Linked DNA regions of Sus scrofa: region 1 is linked to region 2. Evidence: chromatin contacts called from public HiChIP or PLAC-seq data. All regions are on one chromosome and are shown on one strand. Each heading gives the region's core, a stretch centred on a gene start, on an enhancer-like site or on the middle of the called end of the contact. The rest is flanking DNA. Distances are from core to core; before and after follow the strand shown. Region 1 overlaps KCNS3 (potassium voltage-gated channel modifier subfamily S member 3). Region 2 has its middle 210 kb from the start of KCNS3.

What was found. HiChIP or PLAC-seq counts read pairs in DNA pulled down with a chosen protein or histone mark.
Region 1: an H3K27ac HiChIP or PLAC-seq map of skeletal muscle shows a contact between it and region 2. The contact joins two enhancer-like sites. A contact is called at or near these places in 2 of 47 Hi-C or Micro-C datasets (psoas muscle and skeletal muscle) and 1 of 2 datasets of contacts at active chromatin or transcription factors (skeletal muscle).

Annotation. Positions count from the first base shown.
Region 1 is chr3:119,945,822-119,952,951 of Sscrofa11.1, reverse strand. KCNS3 (potassium voltage-gated channel modifier subfamily S member 3) reads left to right here. Exons shown (of 4, transcript NM_001044596.1): 4 at 1-1,616. The coding sequence ends at 1,362. Among named protein-coding and RNA genes, the nearest start is that of KCNS3, 39 kb to the left of the region's middle. Within about 2 kb of position 2,806, at least 1 of the 83 cell types and tissues checked has an H3K27ac peak or open chromatin away from gene starts, as enhancers often do. A contact at or near this core is called in skeletal muscle, where this site is marked.
Region 2 is chr3:119,779,206-119,786,795 of Sscrofa11.1, reverse strand. No RefSeq gene overlaps it. Among named protein-coding and RNA genes, the nearest start is that of KCNS3, 210 kb to the left of the region's middle. Within about 2 kb of position 3,890, at least 1 of the 83 cell types and tissues checked has an H3K27ac peak or open chromatin away from gene starts, as enhancers often do. A contact at or near this core is called in skeletal muscle, where this site is marked.

The DNA of each region.
Region 1 (7,130 bases), core at 1,557-4,056, 170 kb before region 2:
ACCAGGCTGGGGAGGCTGCTCCGCTGCCACTCGGAAGAGGCCATCCTGGAGCTCTGCGATGACTACAGCGTGGCGGATAAGGAGTACTATTTTGATCGGAACCCCTCCCTGTTCAGATACGTTTTGAACTTTTATTACACGGGGAAGCTGCACGTCATGGAGGAGCTGTGTGTGTTCTCCTTCTGCCAGGAGATTGAGTACTGGGGCATCAACGAGCTCTTCATTGATTCCTGCTGCAGTAACCGCTACCAGGAGCGCAAGGAGGAAAACCACGAGAAGGACTGGGACCAGAAGAGCAATGACGTGAGCACTGACTCCTCGTTTGAAGAGTCGTCTCTGTTCGAGAAGGAGCTGGAGAAGTTCGACCAGCTGCGATTCGGGCAGCTCCGCAAGAAGATCTGGATTCGGATGGAAAACCCAGCCTATTGCCTGTCGGCCAAGCTCATTGCCATCTCCTCCCTGAGCGTGGTGCTGGCCTCCATCGTGGCCATGTGTGTCCACAGCATGTCGGAGTTCCAGAACGAGGACGGGGAGGTGGATGACCCCGTGCTGGAAGGCGTGGAGGTCGCGTGCATCGCTTGGTTCACCGGCGAGCTGGCCATCCGGCTGGCTGCTGCTCCGTGTCAAAAGAAATTCTGGAAAAACCCCCTGAACATAATCGACTTCGTCTCCATCATTCCCTTTTACGCCACGCTGGCGGTAGACACCAAGGAGGAGGAGAGCGAGGACATTGAGAACATGGGCAAGGTGGTCCAGATCCTCAGGCTGATGAGGATTTTCCGAATTCTCAAGCTTGCCCGGCACTCTGTGGGCCTTCGGTCGTTGGGGGCCACACTGAGGCACAGCTACCACGAAGTTGGGCTGCTCCTTCTCTTCCTCTCGGTGGGCATTTCCATCTTTTCTGTGCTCATCTACTCGGTGGAGAAAGATGACCACACGTCCAGCCTCACCAGCATCCCCGTCTGCTGGTGGTGGGCCACCATCAGCATGACGACCGTGGGCTACGGAGACACCCACCCCGTCACCTTGCCCGGAAAGCTCATCGCCAGCACGTGCATCATCTGTGGCATCTTGGTGGTGGCCCTTCCCATCACCATTATCTTCAACAAGTTCTCCAAGTACTACCAGAAGCAGAAGGACATTGACGTGGACCAGTGCGGTGAGGACCCACCAGAGAAGTGCCAGGAGCTCCCTTACTTTAACATCAGGGACATCTATGCCCAGCGGATGCACGCCTTCATCACCAGTCTCTCTTCGGTGGGAATTGTGGTGAGCGACCCCGATTCCACAGATGCTTCGAGCATTGAAGACAACGAGGATGTTTATAACATAGCATCCCTGGAGAATGGCACAGCAAAATAAGCGGGGATGGTCGTGCCTGTATCTTGTGTCCCTTCCCGATCTTAGGTTAACACAGCTTTAGAAACCTCAATGGGTTCGTTCAAAATCATTTAATTCTCAGGGTGTACTCTTCAGCCATAGTTGGACATTTCATTGCTCTGAAATGCTAGAAATGTCTTTATTTTTCTCAGTGAGGCCCATTAAATGCCTTGCTCTGAAAGTTATTTTTTACCAGAGAGGATTGTGATATGATTTTGGAAAAAAAAAAAAAAAAAGGGTAAATGGTAGTGGGTGGGATGTGTTGCTATGGCTTCTGTATCATTCTGTGTTTATCATTTACTCACATTGAGCTAACTGTAAATTACTGGCAAATAGAAGCAAGGGCCCCGAAGACTACATGCATGTAAGTAAGATCCACATGAGACAATGCATGTAAATCCATGTTCACATCCTTGACATGGAAATTAGGAGCCTAATAAACTGCCTACTTCAGTGTGGAGACTGTCTTGGTTGTATGTTTTTATGTCAAATAAAGGTATTTCAGTGTGTTCCCGATTGGCTTGGGAGGAAAATGCTCCTTTTGGAGCATCAAGGGCCCTTTCTGAATTTTTTTTTTTCTTTTTAGGGCTACACCCATGGCATATGGAGGTTCCCAGGCCAGGTGTCGAATCGGAACTACAGCTGCCAGCCTACACCGCAGCCACAGCAACCCCAGATCCGAGCTGCGTCTGTGACCTACACCACAGCTCACGACAATGCCAGGATCCCTGCCCCACTGAACAAAGCCAGGGATCAAACCTGCATCCTCATGGATACTAGTTGGATTCATTTCCACTGCACCACAATGGGAACTCCCTTTTCGGTATGTTTCGGATTTGGGAGATACATCAACAGTGGACTAGTTCTTTTGTTCAGTAGACTTGACGGTGGGCAGGCGGGAAGATCATGCTCATGATTAAACCACACCGTCAGGTGTAAACTCATTATGCCGCTAATGTTTAGGAAATACTCAGACAGGCCTATGTGCCTGAAACCTGTGCCCTACCAGATATGTTTCCACCATCTATCTTCTAATTTCTACTGCTAAGAGAAAACCACCTGGGAGTTCCCGTCGTGGTGCAGCGGAAACGAATCTGATTAGGAACCATGAGGTTGTGGGTCAGATCCCTGGCCTCACTCAATGGGTTAAGGATCCAGTGTTGCCATGAGTTGTGGTGTAGGCTGGTGGCTACAGCTCCGATTCAGCTTCTAGCCTGGGAACCTCCATATACCACGGGTGCAGCCCTAAAAAGACAAAACAAACAAACAAACAAACAAACAAACAAAAAACCCATCACCTGGAAATTATGGAGAACAGACTTACACACTTGCAGGCAGAGAAGGGAAGAAAGGGGAAGAGTTGTACAAACACAGATGTGATTCACTCTGGCCAGAGGAGTGAGACTTAAATCCCTAAACAAAGCTGTGCCAGGAGCTATGAAATGAGCCAACCTTTAAAAATAGCCTGAGAGGCAGTCATGTCCACCCCGTATGTAGAAACCCCTCGTGATAAAAGGCAACGTACATACTTGTTTCCGGAGCGGAGAGAATTTAGCTAAAATCTTGATTTTGGAGATGTGTGGCCACTCTTTATGCTCTCAGACTGGGTTCTTTGTGAGATCTTCTGAATGGAAGACCCACATGGATTCATTATCCAATTTATTATGTTTGCAGATATATCTCATTGAAAGAAGGGCAATCTCTGTAAGTTATCTGATGAAGGTAACTATTTTTTTGCTTTTTAGGGCACACCTGCAGCATATGGAGGTTCCCAAGCTGGGGGTTGAATCAGATCTGCAGCTGCTGGCCTACACCACAGCCACAGCCATGCCAGATCTGAGCCAAGTCTGCAACCTACTCCACAGCTCACAGCAACACCGGATCCTTGACCCATTGAGCGAGGCCAGGGTTGAACCCTCATCCTCCTGGACAATAGTCCTGTTGGTTTCTGCAGAGCCACAATAAGAACTCCTGATGAAGGTAACTTTTTGACTTGTTACTCCTTTTAATTTTTCCTTGATTTCTGAGATGATGAATGGGGTTTCAAGTCAGTTTAAAATCTGGTGGTTTATTCCATGCAGTTGTGTCATCCCTTGCCCATTTGGAAAAATATCCCCCCCAACAAGCATTTGTGCTGGCATAAATATAATTTGGAAGCATAGCAATAGAATTTGGAACCCAGTTTTATTTAAGATTTCCCTATTAGTAATAAAGTAGCTGGAGACTGCTTGTATAGTAATAGTAATAGCAATAGCAGTGGTATTAATAGCAACAGCAATAATAATAATAAGCTACTGTATAAGGGCTTACCCTGTATAATCTCATTTATTCCTTAGGACATCCCTAGCAGCAAGGCTGTATTACTGCCTCTGTTTTAAAATGAGGATACAAGTTCACAGGAAAAGTGACTTGATCTCACACACTGAATAACAGAGTTGGGCTTACGTCCCTGGGAGCAAGATTCCAGAGCCTGCGTCTTGAATGCTGCACCTCACTGCCTCCTGATCCGCTGGGTTCAGGACTGGATTCTAGGACATTCAAGGCAATGCGCACCTGAAGACATGAACGGCAATGACCTCTGCCAGTTGATTTTTCCAGGACATGAGTAGAAAGGGGACATGCTGGCTTGTGCACCTTTCCTCTCCGGTATCACAAAGCACGCATTTGTTGACAGAGCAGAGTTTTCTAGAAGCTAGAGCAGGTTCTGAGAGTCCTTCCTTAACTCTGAGTGGCTGAAACAGTGAGAAACCCATGGTTCTACAAGAATCTAGGACCAACTCTCAGCTTCAGGGTATTTAAGAACAGTTTCCACCCCTGGATCTTTTAACTCTGAGCTTTTCCAAGGTCATGGCTGTATAGGACTCGTGTTTCTGCCTGTATCATATTAATTCCTGGAGGCAGTTGGCCTGAGCCCTTGATGGAGTGCAGAGTGGTGTGGGTGGTGGCTTCTCTCTGGGCAGGGCCAACTAGAACTCTCTTCCCGAGAGCCTCACCTCAGCCCCTGCCATGCTCTTCAGTCAACATTCATATGGGCATTTCCACTGTGGCTCAGCAGTAATATACCCAACTAATAATCCATGAGGATGTGTGTTCAATGCTGGGCCCTGCTCAGTGGGTTAAGGATCCAGCATTGCTCTGAGCTGTGGTGTAAGTTGCAGATGCAGCTCTGATCCCGAGTTGCTGTGGCTGTGGTGTAGGCTGGTGGCTGCAGCTCTGACTTACCCCTAGCCTGGGAACTTCCTCCATGCTGTGGGTGCGGCCCTGAAAATAGAAAAAGCCAAAAAGCCAAAAAAAAAAAAAAAAAAAAAAAAATTCATGTGTCTCATTTGGCCTCTAGCCACCAAGAGCTGCGGGGCCTTCTTGGGTTTATAGCCCTCTCAGCTTTCCTGAAGCACACGCAGGCCACCTGTTGTTCATTCCCACATGGTGAGATGGCAGGATCCTTCGTGTGGGAAGGGCTGAGTCAGTGCCTAGATGCCCACGGTGCAGGGAGGCTGGTGGTGGAGTGGGCACTGAGGGGGGAGGAAGAAGCCAGGCACCACCCCGCTGGCACTGCCTGTTTCTGAGTGATCAGTCCTGGGCACCAGGGTTCATTTTGTCATTGAATTCTTTCAAATTTTTTGTCCCTAACATATGATGTTACCTGTTTCCTCCAATTTGTTTTTCTCATCTTCAGCAACAGGTTTTTTTTGGCTGTGCCATTGGCTTGTGAAAATTCCTGGGCCAGGGATCAAACTGGAGCCACAGCTGCAGTGACAACACCAGATCCTTTACCTGCTGCACAAAGGAATTCCCAGCAGCAATTCTTTATGGTGCTTTGGAAGGCCACTGAAGACCCAAGGACCCATCCCACCAAGGCTTGCTTTCTTCTTTCCCTGTTCTTCTCTATTGGAGATAGTTTGAGCTTCCCATTGCTGGAGTGCTTACTGGGGTGTGTGTTCAGGCTAGGCACTGGCTATAAAAACGAGATGTGGCCCTTACCCTCGGGAACCTTTAGGCTGATGGGAGGTAGATAAGTCCATTGACTTACCTCTGTGTGTGTGGGTGGGTGGGGGGAGAAAGTAAGGATGCTTCCTGGAGGAGGTGATACCTGAACTGTTGGGGAGCATTAGTCTTAGATCCTGGTGAGTTTAGTTCAGCCTTAGGGATAAAACTTTCGCTGACCTTGGACAGGTCCCAGTCATAGACCCTGCTAATCTCTGCCTTCTGGGCTTTTCTCTCCCCTGACGCACCCACCCTCTGCTGACCACCCCTCTTTACTTAAAGGCTCTTCTGCTTTTAAATGTGATGATCCCACCCTTTTCTTGTGGGGGGTGGGTAACGATGCCTATAGAGGCAGACATTGTGACTTTGCTTGCTCTTCCTGTTTGGTTTTTGTTTTGTTTTTTACAGTTTTCTTTTTTTTCCCTCCAGAAACATTTGTTCGCGGTTGCTTTTGTGTGTGCTTGAGTTCTTGATCTGATATTTAACCTAGTGTTTTTAAGGGCACTTGATAGTGTCCCATTCTAGAGGGTCTTGGTGGGCCATCGCTTTGGGACTTTTGTGTCTGAGACCCCTGTTGTAATTTATTGGAGAAGGTTTCTCTGACATTCAGAAAAGGATGATTGATTACCAGGATTCTCTCATTTTTGACCTAGAATAACAGCAGTTTCTCTATGGTTCAATTTCAGGGTTTGACTCATGAGAGCAGAAAGGTGTTTCTCTAGTTCTTATGCAAACTTGTGACTGGTCCCAGCTGGACGTCTAGTTTAGGGAAGGATGGGTGTCAGGAAGCCTGGAGATTCGGTATCAGCTCCAGGGCTGACCAGCTGTGCGACCAGGAGGCCAGGCAGCCCCTCTCTGAGCTTGTTTTCTCAGGTTGGAGGTGAGTGTAACACACACCAGACTCCTTCTACTTCTGACACTTATGTAATCAACTCTCTTTTTGAAAATTGGCCAGTGCCGCTCTAACTTGGTTTAGGTTATAAATTTGCATAAAACTGATTTTAACCCGCCATCTAATTTTTCTTTTATTGTCTCTCAGTGGAGTCCCAACGAATGAGGTTCCATTTCTTGTTGTTGGGGCACGGCAAATAGCTTGCCTTAAAATTTAGGCTATTAAACACATTTGCAAAGACATCCCTTTGTCTGGTGGCAAGGGGTGAAGGCCCCCAGAGCACTAGAGGGCGAGGTAGGTAAAAAGGCTCTTGAATGTCAATAGGCACTTGATTTTGATTTGTTTTAAGTCACTCTGGCCCAACCTTTCATCATTTTCGGCCCTTGCTACTTTGTCCTTCCCAGGAAGAGTGCCAGAGTGCTTAGGAACCCACAGAGAGGAGGGGTGAGCTGAGCAAAAGAAGGCACAAGGATGACAAACCTCCACCCAAAGCCATGGAATGTGACAGCTGCAGGGGACATGAGCGGTTACCTGGCCCATCTCCCCAGTTTACAGATGAGAAAAAGGAGTGACTCAACCTAGGTCATGCAAAGGCATAGAGACCAAATCCAGCAGGACACAGCCATAATTATTTACTTCTCCCTTCCTCCTTCCTTTCCTCCCTCCGCCCCCTGCTGCTTCCTCCTACTTTGTATTGTGAAAAATTTCGAACACATAACAAAAGTTGCAAGAATAGTGTCATGTACCTACATGTGCCTACTGTTCATCTTTAGCAATTATAATTTCTTTAAGATTTTTATTTGATTGATTTACAATGTTCTATCAATTTCTGCTGTACAGCAAAGTGACCCAGTCATTCATATATATATATATC
Region 2 (7,590 bases), core at 2,641-5,140:
AGCGGGAGGCATAGCTCTCCCCCCAAAATGAACAAACATAACAAAATAGAAACAGGTCATAGATTAAGAGAGGGAAGAAGAGTGGAAAGATGAGTGAAAAGGGTAAAGGGAGATCAAGAGGTACAGTGTTCCAGGAGTTCCTGTTGCAGCTCAGTGGAAATGACTCTCACTTGCATCCATGAGGACATAGGTTTGATCCTTGGCCTCACTCAGTGGGTTAAAGGATCCAGCTGTGGTGCAGGTCGCAGATGCGACTCAGATCTGGCGTTGCTGTGGCTGTGGTGTAGGCCAGCTGCTACAGCTGCGATTCGACCCCTCGCCTGGGCACTTCCATATGCCATGGGTGCAGCGCTAAAAAGACAGACACACAAACACGTGCAGAAAAAAAAAAAAAAAAGAGGTACAAGGTTCCAGTTATAAGTACACAAGCTATGGGGCTGTAATATACAGCATGGGGAATATGGTCAACAATAACTTTGTTTGGTGACAGATGGTAACTAGGCTTATTGTGGGGATCGTGTTGCAATGTATGAAAATATTGAACCACTGTGTTGTACACCTAAAACTAAGAAACTATTTTAAGTCAATTATACTTCAATTATAAAAGAATAAAAGAATTTCTCTAAAACAGCTATGAAAGGAACTACTCAATAGAAAAATGGGTTCACAGAAAAGTGTATACAAATGATTCAAAACAGAAAATATAAGCCCCCAATTAATCAGATCATGTTAGATACAGTAATTTATTGGTGAAAATTTAGAAGGATGGTTATTAAAGATATACTTACATACTTGCTATTGTCCAATCAGGACATGTGAAGATTCTACATAATTTCTAGGTGTTACCTTTTTTGTTCTGGTCCAGAAACAATTCTTCATGTTCTCTTTCACAAGCACACCACCGCAGGCTAACTTAATATCTTCCACCAATGAGTAAAAGATGGTAATAAAATTGTTGTTCACAAGGCCACGACTCTTCAGGACGTGCTTGTAAGAAACAGTATAGAACTTACCTCTGAAGTTTCCTAACACCATTTATTTAAGGCTGTTGCCATCATTACTCATGACACGGCAATGTCCATCCAACCTGTTATTCCTGAACACTGATTCTGTGACTATTTTAAAAGCTGTTACTGTGCTTCGTAACAACTGTCAATGCAAGTCTCACCCAGAGTATGCCAAGAACTGTCATTGATAATCTGTTTTTTTGGCAACATTAAATTTGCTTTTTGGAATTTTATAACATAAATGTATATTAACACATCTTCCAACTATGTCTTCTCTTGAATCTTTAGCCCATAATCACTGCATTCCTAGAATGTGGTCTCTTTCAACAAGTGCCACCAGAAAGGACAGCTGAGGTGACTGTGGACAGAGCAAGAACAACACTCTGATTTGCTCAAAGAATGACTTTTCCTCACTCCACCTGGCTTGGGAAAGTAACCAGAACCATCCCAGAGAGCATGGTGTTACCATATTGATCAGTGGCAAGAGAGGATATTGACTGAAGTGTCGCTTGGCATTGTGGAGCAGCAGTCTTGAGAATCTTCCAAGGAGAAGGACATGTTCCTGCTTGGCTCATGATATGGAGCCTGGGGAGGGGGTGGGATACTCCCTTAGAACCAGAGTCAAGGCGCGGGGGGCACAGTGATGGGGAAAGAGAATGAGTATTGTTTGCTACCACTCCCACTCCTCTTGGGTGTGATGTAGAGGAAGCACCAGAGTAAAAAGACAGATGCAGGCAAAGGATGCATAGGCTATACACTTGGATCAAGCCAAGGGGTGGAACAATCATCGGCCAGATCCCAGAACTCACCCTTTGTCTGATGTGAATGAGAGTCACCCCAAATCAGGCTATAAATACAACTTTGGAAGCCTAATCTTGTGAAAAATATAGCACCAATCTTGTCAGGCTGCCCTCCTGGAACCAGGGTTGGGTCACAGGGTCCTGCTAAGACGCCATAGACATGAGTCCTGGAGCTTCTGGGGCATCTGGTTGACCTCATGGTTGAAGCAGAGCAGAGATCATCACTTTTTTCTACAAGGTCTAGAGAGTAAATATTTCAAACATTCAGGGCCATAACTCTGCTGTGACGTCTCAACTCTGCTTGTGCAGTGTAAAAATCGAAAATGAAGGAGTGTAGCTGTGTTCCAATAAAACTTGATTTACCAAAACAGTCAAAGGCTGGATTTTCCCTTCAGCCCGAAATTTGCTGGCCCCTAAGTACAGGGTTGGAGAGTGCCTTACCGGGAACACATTGCGGCTGGGCACTGCTGGGTGCTGATATAAACAAAAGACAAAGGGAAGACGGGGAAGAGGAAAAGCAATTAGTATTTTTGCACAAGCTGGAGAATGTAGAAAAGGGCATTCTGGATTTCTTGAAAAAGTACGTGAAGGAACCGATGAAAGAGCAGGGTAAATGTGGGGAGGGCAGATAGCCTGGGGAAAGGGAGCACGGAGTGGCAGAAGGATTTACTAGGTGCTACAAGTTTCTTGGGAGGATTAAATCGGAAAATAAATGTGGAAAATGTTATTTGGAAACTCTAAAAATGTCATTATTGGTTACTAATTTAAAGGCTTCATATGCTATGCTTACGAATTTAGATCCCCCCCTGCCCCAGGAGGTATTTTTTTTGCCTAGAGTTATATGGTAAGTTTTGCATTTTAGAAAGGTAACCCGATGCTTTACGGAGGATGGTTTAGAGGCACTGGACTGAGGCACAGAGGCTGATGAAGGGGCTATAACTCGAGCAAGAGATGGTGTGATGGTGAATTTGATGTCTGAATTTGGCTGGACCGCAGTGCTCAGATGTAACATCAAACTTTATTCCGAATGTTTCTGTGAGAGTATTTTTGGATATTAACATTTAAATGGTTGGACCTTGAGTAAATCCCTTTGTTGTCCATAATGTGGGCAGGCTCTTCCAATCAGCTGAAGGTCTGAATAGCATACTGGTTTGCTCTGCAGATTTTGGACTTGCCAGCCTCGCTAACAGCGTGAGTCAATTTCTTAAAATAAATCTCTTTCTCTATATATGTACACAGCTATTGGTTCAGTTTCTTTGGAGAACTCTGATTAATACAGATGGTAGAAACTGCATGGGGCAGTGGCTGTGGAGATGCAAAGAGGGCTAAGAGTTGAAGACCTAGCTAGTAGATTAAATTAGTATCATTTATGGACATTCTGGGTGTGGGCAGAAATTAGTATCATTTATGGACATTCTGGGTGTGGGCAGAAATTAGTATCATTTATGGACATTCTGGGTGTGGGCAGAGGGAAAGTAAAAGAGGTTTCAACAGTCATTTGACCGGCTGATGGACAGATTCTGATTCCATGTGTCAAGAAAAGAAGCCCAGCCCTGTTGACAATCCTGTCTAGGCCCCAAGCAGAATCTGTGCACATGCATAAAACAGAAGAAAGTGGGTTGGAGCCCAGGGAAACCCCTAGTAGGACAACACAAACTGTTGAGGGTGGGTGGAGAGCAGGGAGTCTCTGAGAAGGGCTGGATCCTCAGATTTCTACTTCCTGGCCTGGTTTGCTGGCTTGGTCAGAGAAAACTCCTGTGACCTGGCTGACCAGGAGCATTACTTCTCTGTAGGTCAGCATTTCCAGCTCCACAAAATCCGCAAGGCCTATTTATTTGCCAGGAAGAGTTCTGGTAAGGGTCTCTGTCTCGATAATGAAAGCTGTTTAAAACATACAATTCTACTGCCCAATGTTTCTGTTCATAGTGTGGTTGCAATAGGATCAAAGCCTTGACATGTTACTAACTGGCCTTCTTTCCTCCAGCCAAAATGGATTTTTTTTTTCTCCTAGTCCAGTGGTTAAAGGTCAGGCTCTGCAGCCAGTTGGCCTAGGTTCAAACCTTGCCTCCGTCATGTACTAGCTGCCTGGCCTTGGACAAGCATCTTCAGTTTTCTGTGCCCCACTTTCTTCAGTTGTGCCATCATCTTCCTCATAGGCTTATTTGAGATCTCATGAGTAAAAGTGTCTGAAGCCCTTGAAACAATCCCTGGCATGTAACAAGCACCACGTAAAGATTACGGCAGAATCCTGACTGCACCAGCACCAGGAGAAGTTAAGTTCCAAATTGTGGACCTTCAGACTCTTGGCAATTTAATTCCTCCTTCTCCATCTTTATCCTGTGTTGGCTGGTCACTGGTAGACCCAACATTTGATCCCTGGAATGCAGTGCAGAAACGGGATTTCAGAAGCCTGAGGTTCTAACGGCGGGTGACATTTAAATCTGTACTTACTACATGGTCTTGCTTTGGGTCACACTTATTATTTCTGCAGAAGCAGAACAGTCATTCAAATGACTTTTGGCCCTTTCTGGTGGCTATTTCAAGCAAATGATAGATTTATCTCAAATGACTAATGAACTGAGAGTGTATGGTAGGGTATGCCTGGCTAGAATGGCATCCACAGGCCAAGTGTGGTCTGGCCTGCTGCACTTGCAGTTGGTGCGCATCACAGCATGAACAGGGAAATGGGAGTTAAAATCTCCAAGAAATAGATGGTTTTTAGGAGAAAAAAAATACAACCCTGGTTTAGAGGTTTTTTTAGAGATACTTTCCTTTGAAATGAAATCCAGGGCCTTGCTCAGTGGGCTAAGCAGAGTGGACAGGCTCTTACATATGAAGAATAGCAGGTGCCACTACTGTATAAAATAGATGATAAACAAGATGCTACTGTACAGCACAGGAAAATCGACTCCATAGTGTGTAATAACCTATACAGAAAAAAAAAGAATGGATATATATGACTGATTCACTTTTATGTATACCTGAAACTAATACAACATTGTAAGTCATCTATACTCCAATAAAGTAAAATACATGGGCTTAAAAAAAAAAAGAATAGCAGGTGCTGCAGTTCTATTGTAGCTTAGCAGGTGAAATATCCAGAGTCGTCCCTGCAGTGGCTATGGTTACTGCCATGGTGCGGGTTTGATCCCTGACCCAGGAAGTTCTGAATGCCAACAGTGCAGTCAGAAGGAAAAAAAAAAAAAGAATAGCAGGTGCCAAGAGGTGTGTGGGTGTGTATGCAGGCACTATAAGCATCTGAAACGTAACTGCCATGCCTCTCATGTTCCCAAAGTCTGATTTCGGTCCTATACAAAGCCAAAAAAAAAAAAAAAAAAAAGAAATGAAGGAAAACTATCTTCTGGAGGCAAGATGGACTCTGGTACATGTGTGGAGAAATGTTGGGAGCAGGTAGGCATCCTTGTTGGTAGAGGGCTGGGAATAGGGAATAAACCAAAAAGTAACCACAAAACCCTCCCTTGCATCCAGGACTCTGCTGCGTGGTGTGGGATTCAGATTAAGTGGTATGAGTGTCCAGTGAGACTGGGAAGTCTCAGCTAAGAGCTATGAAACATTTTTATTTATTTATTTAGCTATTTTTGGTTTTCTTTTCTTCTTTTTTTATTACTCAAATGAATTTATCACATCTGTAGTTGTATAATGATCATCACAATCCAATTTAACAGGATTTCCATCCCGCAACACATTCTTTTTTTTTTTGTCTTTTGTTGTTGTTGTTGTTGCTATTTCTTGGGCCGCTCCCGCGGCATATGGAGGTTCCCAGGCTAGGGGTTGAATCGGAGCTGTAGCCACCGGCCTACGCCAGAGCCACAGCAACGCGGGATCCGAGCCGCGCCTGCAAACTACACCACAGCTCACGGCAACACCGGATCGTTAACCCACTGAGTAAGGGCAGGGACCGAACCCGCAACCTCATGGTTCCTTGTCGGATTCGTTAACCACTGCGCCACGACAGGAACTCCTGGCAACCCATTCTTAGAATAAGACCTTTAGCAATCAGTGAGTCTCAGGAAGAGACAGGTAAGGATTCAGAGAAAGGACAAAACTTTAGAGAAGGAAAAGACAGCTTCCCTGAAGAAGGAAAGGAGAAGGCAAACCTTGAAGCATATGCTTTATGCAAAGTTTTGCACATTTGCTTGTTAGCAACATCAACTGGGCAGGAGGAAAAATACAGCATTTTTCTAAATGACTTTTCCTCTGCACTATTCCAGGCCACAGGATGCCACCCGTTGGTTGGAACTGGGATTGTAAATATTTGCCAAGTGGAGCTGAGTAAGGATAGAAGGGATTTAGATGGCAGCGGAGAATGTGAGAATCTATACAGTCTAAGCTGGAGTTTGCACCCAGCTTTACTAGAATTTGCACTTGAAATAAAGGGAAAAGCCTTCATTTGTTCACCACATAAGCAGATTTAAAGGACCTGGCATAGGAGGTCCTATTGTGGCTCAGCAAAAACAAACCTGACTAGGATCCATGAGGACACGGGTTTGATCCCTGGCCTCGCTAAGTGGGTTAAGGATCTGGCATTGTCGTGGGCTGGAGTGTAGGTCACAGATGCAGCTCGGATCTGGTGTTGCTGTGGCTGTGGTGCCGGCCAGCTGCTGCAGCTCCGATTTGACACCTGGCCCAGGAACTTCCAAAAAAAAAAAAAAAAAAAAAAAAATTGGGTATCTGGCCTATTTTCATGAACACAGATACAGATGAGTATAAAGCAGCTGCAATGCATTTTTCTCCCCAGGATCAAGGCTAGAACGCTAATTGCTAGTGAAGTTTCTAGAGAATATGGTAATTTGTTAGCTCAGCAAATTTTTAGGCTAAATTCATATCCTTTTATCTCTCCTGTCTAGCAGCAACAACCAGCCCTGGTATATTGAGGAGGTGGAAGTGAAAAGCTATTGAAGGCTGATTGATTGGTTTTAGAATATTTCTTCTAAGATCTAAGGATTCGGTTTTGGTTTTAGCCTTTGAGCTACTTGAAAACAATAAAAATGTTCTTGATTGTGGTAGAACTCAAAATACGACATTTTGAGAAGATATTGTGTACTTTTACACGCCTGTGTGTCAAACACTGAGCCAAATAATATGGCCTCACCTTATTATTATTATTGTCAGAAGCTGATACATTCCCAGTGCAGATCTTAAGTAATAGCACTGTAGTGTATATGAACATATTGGAAATCTAGCTTTGAAGGGACATGTATAATTCTAATTCAACAAAAATTCCTAAAGTATCATTAATCCCTTCTTGCGCCAATCCTTAATTTTTTCTCCCTTGTTCCGCTATGAACCTATTCAAGCAGAACAGGGGCTGGCAGCTACACAGAAGCTGAAGCAGAGATTCTGAATGTTTGTGAACATTTAGCATTTAGATTTTCAATCTCCTGATGAAGAAAGTGATTGAAATTCTGACCTCGTAGTGGCAAACAGGCGTAATACAAACTTGAAACACACACGTGAAGTATCTCATGAATTATTCCATTTAGGAATAAGCTGAGAAAACCACGGATGTATTTCAAACTCAAATATGATGCTAATGCTTAAAAAGAGCAAACATACCATAGAAGTAAAATCGCTAAAGAAATGGTCAAGATTTCGACAGAACAAGTATCTGCATTCTATTCCTCTCTTTCTCTATTAGCCGACTGTGAGTATATCAATATTATGGACGTTATTTTTTCCCTTACTTTGGCATTTTCTTGGAAAACTGACCTTAAAGATTATTTTTGTTTTGTTTTGTTTTGGAGTTAAAACATTAAACTTCA